2 separate regions of the Sus scrofa genome follow, and region 2 is linked to region 1. Evidence: chromatin contacts called from public Hi-C data. All regions are on one chromosome and are shown on one strand. Each heading gives the region's core, a stretch centred on a gene start, on an enhancer-like site or on the middle of the called end of the contact. The rest is flanking DNA. Distances are from core to core; before and after follow the strand shown.

The links. Hi-C and Micro-C count contacts between places; a contact is called where the count stands out from the background.
Region 2: a Hi-C map of retroperitoneal adipose tissue shows a contact between it and region 1, with 2.0 times the contacts expected there. The contact joins two enhancer-like sites. A contact is called at or near these places in 1 of 5 promoter capture datasets (liver), 24 of 47 Hi-C or Micro-C datasets (alveolar macrophages, blood, brain and 14 more) and 1 of 2 datasets of contacts at active chromatin or transcription factors (skeletal muscle).

Annotation. Positions count from the first base shown.
Region 1 is chr2:151,526,536-151,529,333 of Sscrofa11.1, forward strand. No RefSeq gene overlaps it. Among named protein-coding and RNA genes, the nearest start is that of SYNPO, 43 kb to the right of the region's middle. Within about 2 kb of position 1,421, at least 16 of the 83 cell types and tissues checked have an H3K27ac peak or open chromatin away from gene starts, as enhancers often do. A contact at or near this core is called in retroperitoneal adipose tissue, where this site is marked.
Region 2 is chr2:151,619,127-151,621,982 of Sscrofa11.1, forward strand. The region is part of intron 3 of SYNPO (synaptopodin); the gene reads left to right. Among named protein-coding and RNA genes, the nearest start is that of MYOZ3, 15 kb to the right of the region's middle. Within about 2 kb of position 1,320, at least 19 of the 83 cell types and tissues checked have an H3K27ac peak or open chromatin away from gene starts, as enhancers often do. A contact at or near this core is called in retroperitoneal adipose tissue, where this site is marked.

The sequences.
Region 1 (2,798 bases), core at 171-2,670:
GCCGGGACACAGCTGCGCACACAAGGGCGGCTCCTGCAGACACCCGTTCCCAAAGGGGCAGGGGTCATGAGGCCACCACAGAACCCGTGTGGAGGCCGCCTTGATGGGCGCAGGGGATCTGGGAGACGCAGACGGGCGTCTCTGCCCAGGGAGCCCTCAGGAAACCTGAGGAGTTTCCACTTGAAAACCTCCCCTCCCCTCGGCCGCCCTGCGGCGCATGGAGTTAGTTCAGATCCAAGCTGCAGCTGGGACCTGTGCCACAGCACCGGATCCCTCAACCCTCTGTGGCAAGGCTGGGCATCAGACCTGCACCCTGGTACTGCCGACATGCCCCTCAACCTATTGCGCCAGAGCGGGAACTCCCCACAGCCCCAGAACCCTGAGAGCCCCAGAAACACTGAAGGCCCAGCCCAGGTGCTCCCCGAGGTCCCAGGCGGCCTGCAGATCTCAGGGCCCCTGGGCCCTCCCCATCCCCGTGAGGCAGCCCCTCGGGGGACGTGGCGCCCCAGGAGTGGCCCCACATCCGGGAAGTGCCCCTTTCCCTGGAAGAGTCCTTGATGGGGTGCCCCGCAGCGAGGTTCGTAATAGCAAAGCAAGGTGTCCAGCCACAGGGGTCAGCTCCACAGCCACTCGTGTGGCCGCCTGCTGGAAGGTGGTGACGCGGTCGAGAATACTGAGCCCAGTGTCTGCGTCCTGCCGCTACGTTTCTCCAAGACGGACTTACAGTGACCATTTGTAGAAAGAGAACTCGCGCCATGGTACTTACAACCCCAGCAGTGAAGCACGCGCTCTCCCTCCCTCTCCCGCTCTCTCCCCCCCCCACCTCTCCCTCGCTCCTCTCTCCCTCTCTCTCCCCCACCTCTCTCTCTTCCTCCGTCTCTCTCCCCCCCTCCCCCCCTCCCCCTCCCCCTCCCTCTCTCTCCCCCCTCCCCCTCCCTCTCTCTCCCCCTCCCCCTCCCTCTCTCTCCCCCCTCCCCCTCCCTCTCTCTCCCCCCTCTCCCTCCCTCTCTCTCTCCCCCCCTCTCTCTCCCTCCCTCCCTCCCCCCCTTTCACCAAACTGAGAACTGGCTCCTTCTGAAAGAGGGGGAGGGAAAGGGGAGCAGTGGATGTCACAGAGGACTTGAGCTTCGGCTGAAATGTTTGAGTTAAAGCACAGATGACGTGTCCTCTGTGGAATGAAAACGGTTTTTAAAAAAAAGTAGCTAGAAAAGGGTGAAGCAGAAAGAGTGGGGTTTGGGGGGGGTCTGGGCAGCTGGACTGCTGTGCCATGAAGGCGACCCGGCCGCCACCCGTGGGCAGCCAGACCGCAGGGTCCAAGGATGCCCCTGCCTAGGGGTCTTGCTTTGCGGCAGCGCCCCGAGCTCTGACGGAGCCCGAGCTGAGGAGCCCGACTGGCAGTGTGACGGCGCGCTGCTCGGCTCCCACACGCTCGCAGACACATGCGCAGTGACCACCAGGGCTGGGACAAACATGGCACGCCCGAGAAGGACATAACTGATGCCCGTGAAATTCCCGACAAACACGCAACAGGAATCCAGCCGAGAGGAGCAGCGGCTCGTCCGCGCGCTGGGACAGGTTGCGCGGTAACTGGCCTGAGCTCTAAGCGTCAAGGTCGCAGAAGACAAAGGCTGAGAAGTGGTTCAAGATGAAGGGAGACCGAAGAGACCCAGCAGTCACACTTCTTTTGGGACCCTGGAGGGAAGCAGTTGCCTAGAAAGAGCACCATGCTGCTAACTGCAAATTGTGAATGGATTGTGTGGACTGGCTCATGGCATTGTATCGATGCTATGTTTCCTGATTTTCATTGTTGGACTGTTATGCAAGAGTATATCATTGCTCTTAAGTGGTATATGCTGAAATACTGGTGCCTAAAATGGAAGAAATAAAGCTGAATTTTGACTCATGCTCTTTCTCTGTTAGGTCAAAATTATCTGGTGCAGTTCAAGACGTGTCCACCAGGGGGCACTGTCAGCCCAGCCTCTCAGGCTAGATAGCGTGACCCTCCCCGCAAGAGACTGGCTTGGTGGTTAATGGTGCTGAAGAAATATACTATAGATCACTCAATGACATGAATAATGAACTATTTCTCACATTGTCAGGAAGCCCTTCTGCCTTTTTTTTTTTTTTTTTTTTTTTTGCTTTTTAGGGTCGCACCTGTGCCATATGGAGGTGCCAGGGGTCAAATTAGAGCTGTAGCTGCTGGCCACAGACACAGCCATAGAGAATCTGAGATGCGTCTGTGACCCACACCACAGCTCATGGCAACACCGGATCCTTAACCCACTGAGTGAGGCCAGGGATTGAACCTGTGTCCTCATGATTACTAGTTTGGTTTGTTACCGCTGAGCTGTGATGGGAACTCCCAGCTCTTCTGCTTATCAAGTGTTTTCTCTTTCAGTCCTTGCAACAACCTCTGAGGTAGATATTATCATCATTCCCATTGTGTAGATGGTGACTCTGGGGCTCAGAGAGGTTCAGTAATCCTGCCAGGGGCACAGAGCCAGCTCTAGTTCCTGGTCTGTGAGACGCCACAGCCTAAAGCCCAGCGGGTGGTCCTGCCCCCTGTCATGAGGCAGAGGGGGGGCTTTCTCACTAATACCTCCGGGCACCGGGTGGAGGCTGTTTGCTGTTTTGCGTAGGAGCAGGTGGAGCTGCTCCTCTGCTGGGGACACGGGGGCGGGGGGCTCCGTTGTAGGGAGGGAGGGATGAGCTGGAGCTTAGGTTCTCCAGCCTTTGGCCCATCCGGGCAGCTGTCTGCTGCGAGGGAAGGAAGCTGTATAGGACGGTTGTTGAAATAC
Region 2 (2,856 bases), core at 70-2,569, 92 kb after region 1:
TCCGGACCCTCCAGGGGGGCAGTGTACCCAGCCTGTTTACCTGTCCCGTTGCCAGGACTCCCAGGCAGCCGCAATAGGAATGGAGTCCAGCCAGAATCTGTTCCCACCTCGCGCCCCCCCCCCGTCCCCTCCCCCGCCCGCCAACAATCCCACTGACGACAGCGGTGGCAGCAGCCGTGGGAAGAAGCGTTTCCCTGCATTCTCTCCCTGTCCCGACCTGGTGCTCCGGCCTCCGTCCCCTGCCCCACCTGCCTCCTCTTGGATCCTCGGTCCCAAAGGCCCGACGGCCAGCAGGGCTCGTCTCTGCCTGAGCACAACGTGAACCCAGGTCTCGGGACCCCCATGGAGCTCCTTCCCCTCGGGCGGTTTTTATGATGCCCCAGCAGTCGTTTCTGCCTGAGGAAGGGTCTGTTTATCAGCTGGCCTCCCAAGAGGAAGACGCGTCAGAAAGCGAGTTGCTCCGGGGGCTGGGTGTGCAGAGGACATGGTGCCACCGGGGGCGCGGACCAGGAGGTGCTGCCGATTCAGGGGTTTGCAGGCCAGCATCCGGCAGCACGCGGGCGCCTCCCACCAGGTCAGGGCGCAGAAGCCGGTGGTGAGGAGACGGGACGCAGCAAAAAGACAGGGATTCGCATCCCAGCTCTGCGCCTTACAAGCCTATGGCCCGGGGCCGGACTTTCCGAGCTCTGCTTTCAGCTGCAAACTGGGAAGAGCAGTGGTCTTATCTCCGGGGCTGTGGGGAGGATGCAGCGAGAGGACGGGTGGGAGTGCACAGCACTTTGCACGGCGGCTGTGGTGAGGGCTCCACCCTGCCAGCAGCCAGACCCTCGCTCTAAAGGCTGTAGGCGGCCTCTGGTCCCCTCCCCCCACAGGGTCCTGCAGGCAGACCCAGGGCTCCTGACCCCAGGCAGCTCTTCCCTGAGGCTCCCTCGTGCCTTCATCTCCTGAAGGCTCATCTTCAGAGCCCCTCACCCGCTGTCCAGGGAGAGTCTTTCAAGGGCCAGCACCCCAACCTGGCCCTCAAGAGGCTTAGAGAAGGGGGGTGTCAGGATGTGTACAGTGCGGGCGAGCCAGGCAGATTGGGGGCCCAGCAAGGGACCAGTCCCCTGCGGCCCCCGGCCACCTTTATCCCCCTGACACCAGGGACCGCAGTCTTGGATGGAGCTGGCTGGGGCATCCCCAGGGCTGGGGAATTGGGGATGGAGCTGCCTCCCTTGGGATGCCCGGAGTTGGCCCGGCCCCCGTCCCCTCAGCTGTGTTTGCGCAGGGTGGCAGAAGTCGTCTGGACCGCTGGCTGGGCCTGGTCCACGCCTCCTGCCGAATTCCTTTTCCATGGAATCACTGCGGGCTGGGATGGGGGCGCGGGAGCTCCTTCAGAGGCAGGCTCTGTCACCCCCTGGCCGTCTCTGCTATGTCCCTCTTGTCCCAGAGCAGCAGGTGGGAGGGTGGTTCCTGGCCTGGCTGAGGTCAGCAGACCAGGTCCTGGCCCGCGGCCTCCTCCCCAGTGACCCTTTTCCTCCCTAAAGCCCCCAGGTCAGCGGACTCCCGGGGGCCTTCAGGCTCGGACAATGGGGCATTTTCTAGCCCCGTGGCATTTGGAACCAGTCTTGGGCGGGGCTGGGGCCGGGGCCTTGAAGTGAAGAGAAGGGACAGAGAAGGGCAGGGACCGGGGCGCCTGCGTCACGCGAACCCCGAAGCCCTGAGGAGCCGGTGCCTGGGAGCCGACAGCCTCGGGACTCCAAGCGGGGGGTGGCCCGGCCCGTTCCCTTCTGGCTCCGCGACCCTGGGCAGCTCACAGCATCGCTGCGTCTTAGTTTTCCCATCACTGCAGAGCCAATAACAGTAACGGGGGCTGCGTGGAACTGCCGTGGGAGGGGAGGCAGATCGCCGGTGCAAAGCGCGCGTCTGGGTCCGAGGTATGAGAAACGCTGGCGGGACTAGGCATGTGTATCCTGACCGTGCCTCGCGGGGCCGTGACTTGTGACGGGTTCTCTGCAGGGCTGTCTCGTGGCGGAGGGGAGGCTCTTTTTCTGCGGGGCTGGGGGGCCGAGCCGTGTGGAGGGGCAGGGGCTGCGGAAGGAGCCCCTCTGCGGCTCAGGAATGCGTCAGTGGAAGGCACCCCCTCAGGGAAGTGAGCTTCCTGTCAGCTGGGTGTGTAGAGGCTTGTACACTCAGGGGTGCGGTTTCAGGGACACAGGAATTGGGGGGGGTGGAGCCGGGTGACAGCCATCTCTGAGGTCCTGAGGTTCTGTGATTTGAAGCAATGATCCCTGCCTCCCAAAAACTCTGGAATCTCCTCTGTGTGACCTGGAGAAGGTCACAACCCTGCTCAGGACCGCGATCCGGTGAATGAAGGTCCTTTGCTAAAGTAGCACTGACCCCTTCCAGGGGGGTCTCACGGGGACCCCAGCTGCCAGCACGGCGCAGGGAAGCGCGAGCCCCCACCCTGCCTACTCTGTCTACTCAGGCTCGGTGACTGCGCGGCACGTGGGACCTCATGCTCGCCTCGCAGCCTAACGTCAGTGCCTTGATCACCGTCTGCTCAGTTCAGGAAACTGACTCAGGAGTGGCAGGAACTTGCCACGGTCACACGGCCAGCAAACAGCAGAGCCTGGACTTGGGCTGAAGGCCTGGCTTCTAAGCAGGGACATTACATGAGCCCAGCCACCTCTCAAGGCCCTGCTGGGGGTCTGGCCCCTCCCTAAGAGCCCCCCCAGGGGAGCAGCCTGGCCCAGTCCCCAGAGTCTTCATCTTTTACAGATGGGGTGAGCCAGACGAGAGAGGCGCCCCACCAGGAGGAAGCAGGTGTCAGGGCGCATGGGGGCACAGGTGGGCAGAGGGGTGAGTGGGGAGCAT